2 separate regions of the Anser cygnoides genome follow, and region 2 is linked to region 1. The links are chromatin contacts, called in public Hi-C maps. All regions are on one chromosome and are shown on one strand. The core of a region is the stretch at or near the end of the contact, and the rest is flanking DNA. Distances in the headings are between cores, read along the strand shown.

Region 1 (2,631 bases), core at 40-2,539:
AGTCATTTGATATGTCTGACCCTTCATTCCTCATCTCCTCAAAATGGGAACAATAAGGACACCATGCCTTGTAAATTCAAACTACAGGCTTTTTGTTGCAAGGAGAATAATGGCACTTACTTTCATAGTATGTCTACCACGGGCACTTCACTCTAGGCAGCACCTGCCAGAATGAGAGCTCAGTCTTCAAGCACTATTGAAACATAAGCAACAACGTTCAGTTTATGAGAAGGAGAAATCTATCCTTTCCAAAAAGCCAGACCCAACACATGCTGCATGACCCCCCCAGCTCCAGCTATAATTGTAACATGAACATCACGAGGTTCTTCTTCCTATACTTCCTTTCCATTTTGGAGGTTCACACTAGTTAATGAAACCTGTTTGTATCTGTAGCACATTCATTCAAAATGCAATGGGGAATTATTACCTCATGCTGGCCAAACAATTCACTGGTCTGTTTACAGAAAAACTGTGATAAATAGCTGGACTGTTGTCATGACCCTTCACCCAGATCTTTTGATAGTAACGAGAATGTCATGTAAAAATAAATGCAAAAGCATAGAGAGAGTCCCTACTAAAAGCAGCTAGTGTAAGGGGAAAGATAAATAAATTCCATATTATGCTTAGCAAATTAAGTTATTTGATAGACAGCTCTTTCTTGTGGATGAATGAAAAAATCACTTTAGCATTTACCAGTGGTTACTGCTCCACATCCCTCTGAAACCCGAATAGCTACAAGCAGATATTATTGCATAACTGTGTGTGCGTGCTCTGATACAACACAGTAACAGACAACAGCTCCTGAACTCAATTCCGAGTGAAGCGCATTCCGATTTCTGCAGATCGCTTTTCTCTGAGTCACACTTGCTATCGTTTTTCTGCAGAGCTATCATGCTTAAGACCATGGTAATCTACATGGAACAAGTCCTGGTAAAACAGCATTGCAGAATCTGACACTGTAAGTAGCAGGTTTAGATTAGAGTGATTAAAACAAATTTCCCTTATCATAAGTGTGTCACAGATGACCCCAAACTCTCCTCCTCTCAATATGGAAACGGGCCTTTGCAACAGCGCTTTCCAGAGAAACAGCTAGGACTCACAGGCTTTTCTACACTGAATCTCTCCAGCAAGTATCACATTTCTGAATGAGTGGGGCATTTCTTGCAGGAGGAGCGATCCTCAACCCAGCTACGGGCTGTAAATTTCCACTGCACCTCATTGTGTGCCGCCAGGCTGGCCTGACCTTTCGGCAGCACGGCCCTGCCTTTGTGCAGTGTTTATGTGCATTCCAGCAGCCCTCCGTGCTCCCTGGGCAAGGTTAAAGCTGGGGGGACAAGGAGGAGGAGAGTCGATGAGACAAAAAGTAAGGGAAAGAATTTAAACAGCAGATGCAATCCGGAAGCGAGACGATATGCTACGCTGTCCCTGCTACAAATACACGAGACTGATTTTGTTTCCAGTGAAGTTTGCCTTGCAGTTATCATAAAGCAAGGAGAATCAGGCTCTCTGCCAGTTGTTTTGTCATGACCACAGAGCACACTGAACACGTCTCTTTTCAGTCAAATCTCTTACCTAATCAGCACATGTGGACCTGTGCTGATCTTGTGAATTATGGCCCTAAATGCAGAGCCCTCTACTGCAAGAAGTAAAAATGTCTTAAAAAAATAAAAATAAATAAATAAATAAATACAAAGAGAAGAAGAAGCTGTGTGGATTTAAGTACCCACCATGCACAAATGTTCGGTGACAAATTTGTAATGAAGGATGCACATACTTCTCTCTTCTGTCCGTCCTACCACCAAACTTGCTCTTACGTGGAAAACCCGGCTCCCACCACCTACCCTGTCAGCCCCCAGGGCCAGGAGCCAGCTGCACCCGTGCTACCAGCCCCACCGCAGAGGAGGAGCCGAAGGGGGGCAGAGCCACGGGAACCACATGGCTGCCTACACCATGCATACCCTGCCCCATGCTTGGCTCTCAAGTCCAGTGCAAGAGAAACAGATGGCTGCTCTGGACATTTCTGTCATCCTCTACTGCTTTCTCTCACCTTGTAACGTAATGAGCCTTTCTCAAAGTGCCTTACCCGGCGCTAGGCTTCTTTTAGCTTCCAGCTCAAGACTATGAATCACAGGAGCAGAGCGAAGCCTGACTCAAACTTTGCTGGGCTTTAGAAGCCAGCTGCCCACTCCCTGCTGTCCTGGGAAGGGAAGGGGGATGCCACATCAGGTACATGAAAGACTTAGCTGTATGAGCAGCAGCAGAAGCCATTCAAGGCTCAAGGAGGAGCTTGGGATCACCTTTCTGTACTGATACTCAAAGTGGGGCTGTACAGTCAACATGGAAGAAGACAAAAAATACTAAATGAAATTTCTCTTTGGTGGGACAGGAAGGCTTGCCTCTAGTAGTCACAGCTGATTCCATGCCTTTAGCATGTTTTTCCTCACTGATACTAATTTCTATGATTCTTAGATTATCACCAATACTCTCCTATCTTCTTCCAAAGGTTATTTAACTTGTCTTAACCTCATGACTGAATGATAGAAGGTATTAAGATTCATTGTACTCAGCTCTTCATAGCTTTCTGCTGGTCTTCATCATGCTAGTCTCCTTCATGCTGTCCCCCCAATATGA
Region 2 (2,631 bases), core at 96-2,595, 77 kb after region 1:
AGTCAGTGAAGTAGCATCACTCAGAGTAATGCAGTAACTCACCGCTGGGTGGTACTACACAAATAAAAACCACTACGAAATACTATAGGAGCGCCTGCTTAGCGGAGAACGACCAGCCAAGGTATATAACGTGATGCATGTTCAAATTGCATGGATTCGGGAAGACGAGAACGAAAACGCGCGTGTGCACGATTTCATGGGTTTAAAAAAAAAAAAAAAAGCTTTTTTTGTACAGGAAACTGCTGCTCGAACAATTGTCTTCCAGAGGTCTGAAGCAGCAATTCAAAGTGCGCCTGGTAGACAGTTAAATTGTAGTTGTAATCGGCATAAATTGTGCAACTTTGTTTAGAAAAATAATAAAGAACTTAAGTTATAGGATTTTTTAAGACCTTTTCACGAAAATGGGGGTATTTTCAACTATTTACAGAAGTGGCACTTGACATTAGGCATCTATCACGCAGTCTACCAATGTAGCAAACCCCTTTCAGCAGGATCAAGAACTCCGCCACACAGGAGGTAAAAAAAAAATGCAGTTATTTGCACGTAACAATACCGTAGCACTTCAAGTATTTTATTTTCGGGATGCCGGGCTCGGAAGAGCCCCCAGGCGCCTCCCGGCAGTCACCTCAGCAGCCGCCGCTCGGGCTCCCCTCAGCAGGGCTGGGCGGGAAGGAGATGGCCGCCGCGCCTTCCTTCCTTCCCGCGCCCCGCTAGAGGAAGACGCCAGTAACACGTAAAAGACGAGAGACCTCCTGGCAATAGGAAGCCTTCTCGCGTCGCAGCGTGCCGACAAAGCGCTCGCTGGAGCCCGGCGCGACGCGGTAAGCGCTCCCTTCAGGCCGGAGGTCCCGAAGGGCCGCGGCCGCTCTCCTCCCGCCCGGGCCGAAGAAGCAGCCTCCAGCTTGGCTCAAGAGTTTAATTACGGCGAGGGAGCACAGAGCGAGCCCGGGTGGCTCAGCAGAGGCTGCCCGGAGCGGCGGGGCAGCGAGGCCTAGCTCCCCCCTCACGGGAGGCGGGCAGGGCTCGGCGCTTCCCGCCCTACCCGAGGCGCGCGAGGTCCCGCAACCGCCGCCGCCATTTTAGCCCGGCGGCCTCGGCTGCCGGCCCGGCCCCTTCCTCCTCCTCCTCCTCCTCGGCTCGGGGGGGGGAAGGCGGGGCGAGAGGGACGGGAGGAGGGACCTGGCCGCCTTCTCCCGCTGCCTGGTCGGAAACTGCCGAGCTGAGCCCGAGCGCCCCGTCCCCCCCTCGCCGCCGTCCCCTCCTCCTCCTTCCCCCTCAGCAAAATGGCGGCGCGTGGAGCCACTGGGAGCCAGTGAGTGACTCGGCTTCTCCTCCCCGCCGCCGCCGCCGCCACAGGCTCATTTGCATTGATCAGCCGCCCCATCCCCCCCTCCCCGATCCCAGACCAGCCCCGGCCTCTCCCCCCTCTCCCTGCCCGTCCCTGCCCTGCCCTGCCCTTCCCTTCCCGCCCCCTCCCTCCCCTCCCCCCGGCTGACCCCCGCCCCGGCCCCCATCAATCATCAATCAGCAGCACCGAGCGGATCAATCAATGGTCGGGAGGAGGCGGCGGCGGCGGCTGCTGCTGTTAATGAACAATGTGTGAGAGCTGCGCCGAGCTGCTGGAGGTGTTAAATGAGAGTAAGTGCGGCCGCCCTCCCCTGCTACCCTCCCCCCCGGCGCTCCCCGGCCCGGCCCGGGACCCCGCGGCCCCCGCAGGGGCTGGCTTACGGCCCCGCTTCGCCTCCTTCCTCCCGCCCTTCCTCCTCCTCCTCCTCGCCGCCAGGCTCGGGCCTCCCGGCCGCGGGGTGGCCGCCGAAGGGGAAACCTGCCCGCTCCGCGGCTGCCCCCCCCCCCCCCCGCCTTGCCCTCCTCCCCGAGGCCTGTCCCCGTGCCCCCGCATCCCCCCCGTTTGGCCGAGGAGCCCCCCCAGGTGTGTGCGTGTGGGGCCGGGCGGGGACGGAGCCCGCCGCCGGCAGCCGCAGCGGGGCCTAGCTGGCTCCGGCTCGTTGGGGAGCTGCCCGCGAGCCGCTCCGGGGGCTGCTCAGCAGCTGGAGGCCGGGCCTGGGCCGGCCGCCTTTTAAAGCCGGCTCCGAGGGCTCGTGCCTGCCCTCGGCAGCCCGCCGTGAGCCGCGAGGCCGAGGGGAAGGGACGCGGCGGTGGGCGCCGCTTCGCCACCGCCTGTGAGGGAGCCGGCGCCCTGAGGAGAGCGGCCGGGCTCGGCGGGGGAAGGAGATCCTGGGGGCTCCGCCTCGGGGGTGCTCTCCTGCTTCCCCCCGAAGTTTCCCCCTGCACAGGTGCTGGCTGAAGAGCGGGCAGGGCCTGGGGGTGGCACAGCAGGTAGCCCCCCGGCGATCCCCGTCTCGTTTGGGGCACGAAATCCCCTCGCCCCCCCCTGCAGTAGGCCTCGCGTGTCCCCTGGAACCTGCTCGCGGTGCTCCGCGGGCTGCGGGGCACCTTCCTCCCTTCCTGGGCCGTCTTGGGGAGCTGCTTCCTGAACAAAGACCCCAAAAATATATTTCTGGGAGATGCCGAGGGATTTAATCAACTTACCTCTTCAAGTTGGTGATTAGTGGCAACTTTAGGTATCTGAAATCTTAAACGTAAACATTTTCCTGGTTGCACACCACAGTC

What was found. Hi-C and Micro-C count contacts between places; a contact is called where the count stands out from the background.
Region 2: a Hi-C map of liver shows a contact between it and region 1, with 4 times the contacts expected there. The contact joins the promoter of USP34 here to the enhancer-like site in region 1. A contact is called at or near these places in 4 of 7 Hi-C or Micro-C datasets (granulosa cells and liver).

Annotation. Positions count from the first base shown.
Region 1 is chr3:6,821,477-6,824,107 of Taihu_goose_T2T_genome, forward strand. It overlaps LOC106036658 (a long non-coding RNA gene), which reads left to right. Exons shown (of 3, transcript XR_001207510.3): 2 at 885-958. Among named protein-coding and RNA genes, the nearest start is that of XPO1, 30 kb to the right of the region's middle. Within about 2 kb of position 1,290, at least 3 of the 3 cell types and tissues checked have open chromatin away from gene starts, as enhancers often do. A contact at or near this core is called in liver, where this site is marked.
Region 2 is chr3:6,898,162-6,900,792 of Taihu_goose_T2T_genome, forward strand. It overlaps USP34 (ubiquitin specific peptidase 34), which reads left to right and starts at 1,346. Exons shown (of 80, transcript XM_066995343.1): 1 at 1,346-1,638. The coding sequence starts at 1,596.